2 separate regions of the Gasterosteus aculeatus genome follow, and region 1 is linked to region 2. Evidence: chromatin contacts called from public Hi-C data. All regions are on one chromosome and are shown on one strand. Each heading gives the region's core, a stretch centred on a gene start, on an enhancer-like site or on the middle of the called end of the contact. The rest is flanking DNA. Distances are from core to core; before and after follow the strand shown. Region 1 overlaps cdkal1 (CDK5 regulatory subunit associated protein 1-like 1). Region 2 overlaps cdkal1 (CDK5 regulatory subunit associated protein 1-like 1).

Region 1 (3,707 bases), core at 1,068-3,567, 73 kb before region 2:
TAGTGACTGGGCAGATATTTCCCTCAGGAGTTGGTGGAGACCGAAATCAGAACTAAAAAGAGAGTAAATATTGGACAGGCAGGCTTCTGTCAACCTGAGAAATGTGGTAATAACACATATTGCATTGAAATATGAGACAATGGTATCAGTTGTGGATGTGTTTTTTGCCGTGTGAAACACACTTAGAAAGCCATCATACTGTGGTGCTATAAGCCAATTTATACCCCACTTTCATTGTTTACTTCTTGCTGATCCAAATCAGTCTTTGCGGAAATCCACAGTACACAAAATATGCCACATGGCAGAAACTTTAATCCCTGTAGGTATCTAAAGGGCATTTGTTTTGTGGCACTGCCAAAAAGCTGAAAGGGTTCAAACAAGGGCTGCGTAGATTAAACGGCCCAATTAATCTCTCTCCTCCTCCAGCCTCCCAAGTCTAGACTTCAAAGCAGACTAACTTTAAAACTTTAGTAGCTTTTTCTTTTCCCCCCTATACACGGGTGTGTGTGTGTGTGTGTGTGTGTGTGTGTGTGTGTGTGTGTGTGTGTGTGTGTGTGTGTGTGTGTGTGTGCGTATGTGCTTACTCGTTGGGCTTATTGAAACAATCCAAGTTACTGGTTTTGAACCAGTAACTTGGATGTAAGGGCAGAAATCAAAGGCTTTCTTTCAGAACTCGGTGATATGAAAATGAACAACACAGGAGGGAAAAGGGGAAACTGTGCAGAAAATGATTAGAACATCAGCAGCTTACAGTGTATAATGTGAAACGTGAAACACTGATCATTCTGTCCCTCTTTTCTTACTGAATATGATGTAAGAATAGAAACAAATCCGAGAAGTGTTCTTTTTCCTATTTTTCCTAGTTCCTAAAAAGATCACAAGATTGAAACGGGGGACCTCAACAATAATTGTTTTTTTGAGGGGAAGTTGTTTATTTCTTCATTTACTATCTGGTCCAGCAACAAAAACAAAAAGTATGAATTTTATTTTGTATCTTTTGTGATACAAACTACATGGAGTAACAAGGACAAAGCTGGTATGTAAACAACGGAGCAGAAGTGTGCTCGGGAAAGGAAGCACACACACGCACACACACACCCTCAGTGGCATTTTGAGAGGAAGAACTAAAAGCCAAATGTGAGTCAGAGGACTTACAGCAGTTAAACATTTTAACAGGCACAAGCCTGCTTTGGGTGTGTGTGTGTGTGTGTGAGAGAGAGAGGGGGAAGGGGGCGAGACTGCTGTGTGTAAAGACAACCAGACAATAACAAGGCCAGTGAGCAGAGCACATGGTCTGGGTGTGAATCTAAGTGTCCTACTGCCACCTATTGGCTGAAGGTGGAGCTGCTCTCCCCTCCCCCACACAGACACACATGGCCTTCATGTGAGAGAAAAGACAAAAAAGAGAGAGGGTCAGAGGAAGAGAAACGTTTGACAGAAGAAAAATGAGACTAGGGCAAATTAATGTTTAACGGAGAGAAACTGATATTAAGCCTATCACCTCCAAATCAACTTTAAAATCTGAGCGATACGTCACCTATTGCTCACTTCAAATCTTACTATTCTTCTATAACTTGTATTACTATAACATTTGCCATTTGTTACCTTCGCTGAACTTCACTCCTGTGCCCTGAAAGGGTCTCACACACACGCCTTCTCTGCTGTGACAAAACAAAATGAATGTTGTACTGTATCAACGTCACACCGTATCATTTATTGAGTACTTATTCATATAGTTTACATTTTATGTAGTCACCCTAAACTGTAGTTAAGACTGTGTATAGCATTGTAGATTTATTATAGAGCCCATTATAGAGTATAGGGAGGTACAATGGTGCTTTTAAATAGCGGCGCTGTGGTGAAGACTACACACGTTAGTTCTTAAGAGTCATCAACACCACTAAAACCACGTTCACAGCTCAAGATATACGACACATCGAGCAGTACAACGGAATACGGAACATTTAGTACCACTGAGATATATACCGCAACAGGGGGAGAATACTACAGTCAAAAAGTACGACGCTCACCAGAGGCTTTAATGTATTTTGATATCGTGGAGAGGGAAGAGGTGTGGAGACAAGTTCACAGAGGACAGAGCAGATGGTGTCTGCTGGATTTACACAATCTCTCTCACACACACACACACACACACACACACACACACACACACACACACACACACACACACACACACACACACACACACACACACACACACACACACACACACACACACACACACACACACACTGGTGACATAATAGCAGCATGCCAGGTGTGCAGTTGGTGGCCTGCAGTCTGGCATTGACTGGGAGTTGCGAGTGTGTGTTCGTGTGTATCCCGTGCTCCCTTTGTGTGAAACGGGGCCCCCTATTCACTCGTCTCCGCTGCCAGCTTGGCACTAAATCACAGGACGAGACGCAACACGCGCACAAACAAACACGCGTGCACGCGCACGCACCGCCCTGTGTTGCCTTTTTATCCAGCCCGCGGAGGGAGAATGAAAAGAGGGCAAACAAGAAGACAGCGGCAGAAAAGCGAGTGAAAGATGGCGGCAGTTAATTTGAACTTCTAGAGAAAGAGCCGAAGAAAAGATATTTAATATGCTCCCATAACGGGAAAGAAAGAAAGAAAAGAAGCAGTCTCTCCTTTCTTTACTGAGTCAGTGACTCCCGTCCAGTTAGCAGAAACTGAGACTGTTCACAGACACACGTGATAAAAGACACACACACACACACACACACACACACACACACACACACACACACACACACACACACACACACACACACACACACACACTGAGCAGCGGTAGAGGTGAGACTGCAGACGGGGCCCGAGGACACGCGGTGCCGGTGCGCGTGGGCCCTAAATACTCGTCTAGTGAGTGTATATGAAGCCGGTGGTCTGTTTGGTCTCAAGCTAGTGACAACAATGACGCAACCAATGGGATATTTACACGGAGACCAGGAGGGACAGAAGACGCAGCGAGACGGACAGCGGCCCGTCAGCGAGAAACAGACTGCAGGAGCTGAGGGATGATGCTGCATCTTAATTGCGGCCACTGTGATTGAGGAACAAAAACTGGTTCTCAATCACTCCACTGCAACCTGCCATGGCAGCAGAACAAGGAGGGTCCACCTACAACGCGTAGAGGCAGTCCAGCTGCCTGTGGATGAACGGGACGCATCAAGCCGGCAAACAGCGGACAAACCATCAGAACGCGTTGGGAGATTAACCTTTCTTTGGTATCCATACAGAAGCTACAATAAATAAAACCACCTACTACTTGTACGTTTTACATCAGAAAAAGCACAAGAAGATCAGATTAATAATAATACTGTACATGTGTTTATCTATTCATTCAAATGAGAAGTGGTGTCCAAACCTTTGACTGGTAGCGTGTATATATATATATATATATATATATATATATATATATATATATATATAGTATTATTAATACTAACAAGCCTAATACTATTAACATTGGCTTTGCCGCTATGGCACAGAGCCTCATTGTTACACCCAAACTAAATGAGGTTTTGATTAATGTTATTAATTACACCTCAATCTCAATCAAATGTCTACTGTGAACCCCCCCCCCCCCATTGAATTAACAACAAGTAACAAAGGGACGTGCATGGATCTGCAAAAGCTTCTAATTTCACTCAAAACGTTTTTTTAATTTAATGTTGTCCTAT
Region 2 (3,862 bases), core at 1,243-3,742:
ACCTTTCACTGCTTACATATGGGAAGTGGTCCCAGGAATAAGGGAGATATTCCTGTCCTTGGAGAAATCAGTAGTCCTCAATTCCCTCCTGCAGTCCCTCATAACACCAGTGGGCTTCTGCTGTGAGGCATTGCAAACCCAATTTATGACTCAATCAGTGATGTGGCTTTGAAAAAAAATGCAAGAAAAGGATGACACCAATAAATACGGAACTTCTCAGGTCGATCTGTGAAACCAACGTAACTTTTTTTCCTCAGAGCAATCAATGAATTAGATCGACTGCGGATCCCTCTGTTCCTCGGGTTGTCAGATTCACTTTCACGAGCGGTCGGGGTCCCTAATCCCATGGCCTCTAAGAAGTTACTGGGTGCTGCCTACACGAGGGTCACCTTGTAGGATCACCCAAGGCTCTGAATGGTCACACTTGCCTGCGTAGACTCGTGGGCATACATGTCGGGCCGCAGTCTAATTCAAAGCTTTGTGAGTCGGTGTGACACAAAGAGCGATTCCTTCACAGCAGTATTGTTCGGTTTAAACCGTACTTACACAATACAAACATGTACTTTGGACTGCAACTGCAATCATTTACAGCATCAATTCTGACAAAATAGTAAGTGGGATAGTAAACCCCCAAACAAAAGGAACACCTGTTTTGCCAAATAACTTTAATATTCAAAATAGTTTTACCCTCATGTCACCACACTACTATTTGCATATCCTTATTTAAATATTAACAGCCTGTCTACCGGTCAAACGCCTGTGCTGAACTTTAGGTTCCATCTAATCCATTCAATTCAGGTTTATATGCAATTATGAAAATGTATTTCTTTTGCTTACATTGACATTTATATTCAGTTTCTAGTTACATTTTTATTGTTCTTTTCAGACAACTATGTCACTTGATTTGTGTCCATTGCTTAACCTCCTTGCATCTCTTCTATGCATCTCTGCGGTTGTCTCCTAGTCCTCAAACTTCCCCCGGTTTATCTCTTAACCTTCCTCCATTACGTTTATCCTCGATCTAATAGTTTCTAAAAGATTTGCCAGTTTAGTTTTCTTTTCCTGGCAGCACATCGCTCTCCCCAGTCGCCTCCCTTTCTCCCAACTGTCGCTTTGGCGGATTTTGGCATCGAGTGCATCTGCATCTCTCGTCATTACACTTCATCCCAGCACCCACCTCCCTTCCCCGCAGACTCTTGTTGCATCCCTTCGTCCTTTTATCTTTCTCACCCCTTCCCTTAAGCAAAGTGGGGCTATTAGACTCACATCATGCGATTGAAAGATAGTGGAAAGACGGAGCCAGCCCGTAACTTTTATCAAACGCGTAGACGCATCAGCAGACGTGCGCACCATTGCAGGGTGACGACTGTGAAAAACTCGTCTCTCATGCGCTTCTCTCATACAACATCAATTCACACTGCAGTGTGTGTGAGAAAGAGCGAGCGATCGCGAGTGTGTGAGCTGGATGTCTGTGCAAATGTACGCGTGTGTGTGAGAGAGGTGGAGTCAGAGCGAACATTGTAAGTTTTCATTGGCTGCAACATTGCGGCGTGTAATGTTGCGTAGCACGCAGGCAGCCAATCGGGAGGTCCCCATACGCTCCGTTTTATGAATGAGACGGCATGTATGCGAAGTACACACACACACACACACACACACACACACACACACACACACTCTGGGTGAGAATACTCCGCAGTGATGTAATACAATCACACAAAGCAGTCGACGCGCTTGTAACTAATGCAGTAGGAACTGAATCAGAACAGTTAAGCAATGTTTCTGCTAAATTTTGGAATAACATCAATTGATATTCTGGAAAATGTATATCAAATTTAAAAAAACAAGAAGAAAAGCAATTTTCTGGAAACGTTGCATGCTATTTATACCTGTGGTACCAGTCTAAATAAAATATCCAAACATGCCGAATGTTTTTCTCCCTTCTTTGAAAATGCATCTAGTCTCCCAATCCTAAATTAATGATGCATTTCATACCAATCATAATTGGTAAGCCGTTCATTGTCTAAATGGTGTAAAATAATACTGTATGAAACGCGCCGGGCGTAGCACGAATACTTGCTCATCAATAAAAAGCACACATCCTCTAGCTCTGTAAGCCATATCCTCCAACCGTTTGTGTCCAAACCAGGAACTGAGAACGCCTCATTTGGCTGACATTGTGTACTGGGGAGTAATTTTGCCTAACCGGTATGTAAATTCATAACTGAAGTGCTGTGTGTGCGGCTGGCAGGCAGAGAGGACATTGGGAGGGGAGCAGAGCGGCCAAAAACAATCAAAATATCCTGGTGTGACTTTCCATGAAGGGTGTTTGAGTGTCTGTGTGTGCACGTGCATGTGTGTGCGCGCACCCATATGCGAGCATACACGCCTTTCTATGAAGTCACTATTTGGCACAGTGCTCTGCTGCTCAAGAGGGGGGTTGGTGGGTAATGTGTAGCAGTTTAGTGCCACGAGTAAACAGTGCCCTCTTTGGTTGCACAGAGGAACAGAAGCTGAGCGCGAGCCGCGCTCAACACGCACGGGGAGTCAAGCCAGGGTACAGGGTACAGGGCACAGGCACCTGGAAAGGTGAAAGGTGGAAAACAAAGTACGGGGTGGACCTTCCTCAGGTTGCTCAGAATTACGAAACATTTAATTATATTTTATGAATAAATCAACTTGCTGGCAAGTAATTCCCATCAACTGGCAAAGCACAAAGACATTGGAGGAGAAAAAATACCCATCTCCTAAATATCATATTGAGAATAAATATTGTTATGATAGTGCCATGTTGCTCTCAGACTCAAGAATGAGGAGCACCCCCCTCCCCAACCAATCTTTGTAACCTCTAGCCACTTTACACTTAACCTTAATCAATAAGCCTTATTATGTAAAACTCTTCATGTCTGGTGATGTCATCACAAAATATTGATTTCAGTAAGAGCATTCGAGCAACATTAATGACCCCATAAGATGCTGTGCAGCCTTCATGGACTGAAAGTTACAACTTTTGAAACTATGAATGAGAACACAGAGCATCTTTCTCCAGAAGGATGACCTCATCCTGATATTGCGGCGATGCAGTCTTTCAACAAAAGGCTCTTCCAGTAAGCGAAGGATGCCACCTACAGGCCACCAGAAGAACTTCTACTATGTCTACCAGGTGATGTCATAGTTTGAGAGTTGGCGAGCAGATGAAAGAGGGACAGGGGCGGGAGGGGGGGTGTGAAAGAGAAAACAGGCAAGAAGGATGTGAGGGAGGGGGAGAAGGTGATGTCATGTTTGCAGAGCCGCAGAGGCCGTCTTTGTACGAACTCTTTGATTAAACTCAGCAGATCGGCACTGCGGATACGAACAACAGAGGCGTCCGTCTCATATTCATTGGATATTTTCATTTGTAGGACACGGTTCAACCAACTCAACGTCCCACTTTTCAGTCTATACACCACCTCCTTCAGAAGCCCAATTCAATCCACTCTCCACAATTCACTCCCAACAATTTCATGGCATTCTAGACAATTGCATTGCATTCCATACTATACCATTCAAAACAATCACCACCTGTGCTGAGTGTAATCTCCCCTGATTCTGGCCATGACAGGCAATTTCTCCTTCCAACAACCTCAGTGAAAAACACTGGAATGAGAGTATACATACACACACAAAATAAATCATTTTCTTGATAATTTCTTACGGAGTTGAATAAAATAAAGAAACACGATAAGAATCGTCGATAAGGATCTCTATGTGGTCACTCCATGGCCTTACTTTAAAGAGCAGAGAAGGACACAGAAAGAAAGCCCAATCCAGAGATTAGAACGATTCAATATCCATAAAGGAATGCTTCAATCTTCCAAGTGTG

Evidence for each region. Hi-C and Micro-C count contacts between places; a contact is called where the count stands out from the background.
Region 1: a contact with region 2 is called in a Hi-C map of liver, with 2.3 times the contacts expected there. The contact joins two enhancer-like sites. A contact is called at or near these places in 4 of 6 Hi-C or Micro-C datasets (liver, skeletal muscle, tail fin and 1 more).

Annotation. Positions count from the first base shown.
Region 1 is chr20:12,634,766-12,638,472 of fGasAcu3.hap1.1, reverse strand. The region is part of intron 8 of cdkal1 (CDK5 regulatory subunit associated protein 1-like 1); the gene reads right to left. Among protein-coding and RNA genes, the nearest start is that of cdkal1, 80 kb to the right of the region's middle. Within about 2 kb of position 2,317, at least 7 of the 9 cell types and tissues checked have open chromatin away from gene starts, as enhancers often do. A contact at or near this core is called in liver, where this site is marked.
Region 2 is chr20:12,561,826-12,565,687 of fGasAcu3.hap1.1, reverse strand. The region is part of intron 3 of cdkal1 (CDK5 regulatory subunit associated protein 1-like 1); the gene reads right to left. Among protein-coding and RNA genes, the nearest start is that of cdkal1, 7.0 kb to the right of the region's middle. Within about 2 kb of position 2,492, at least 8 of the 9 cell types and tissues checked have open chromatin away from gene starts, as enhancers often do. A contact at or near this core is called in liver, where this site is marked.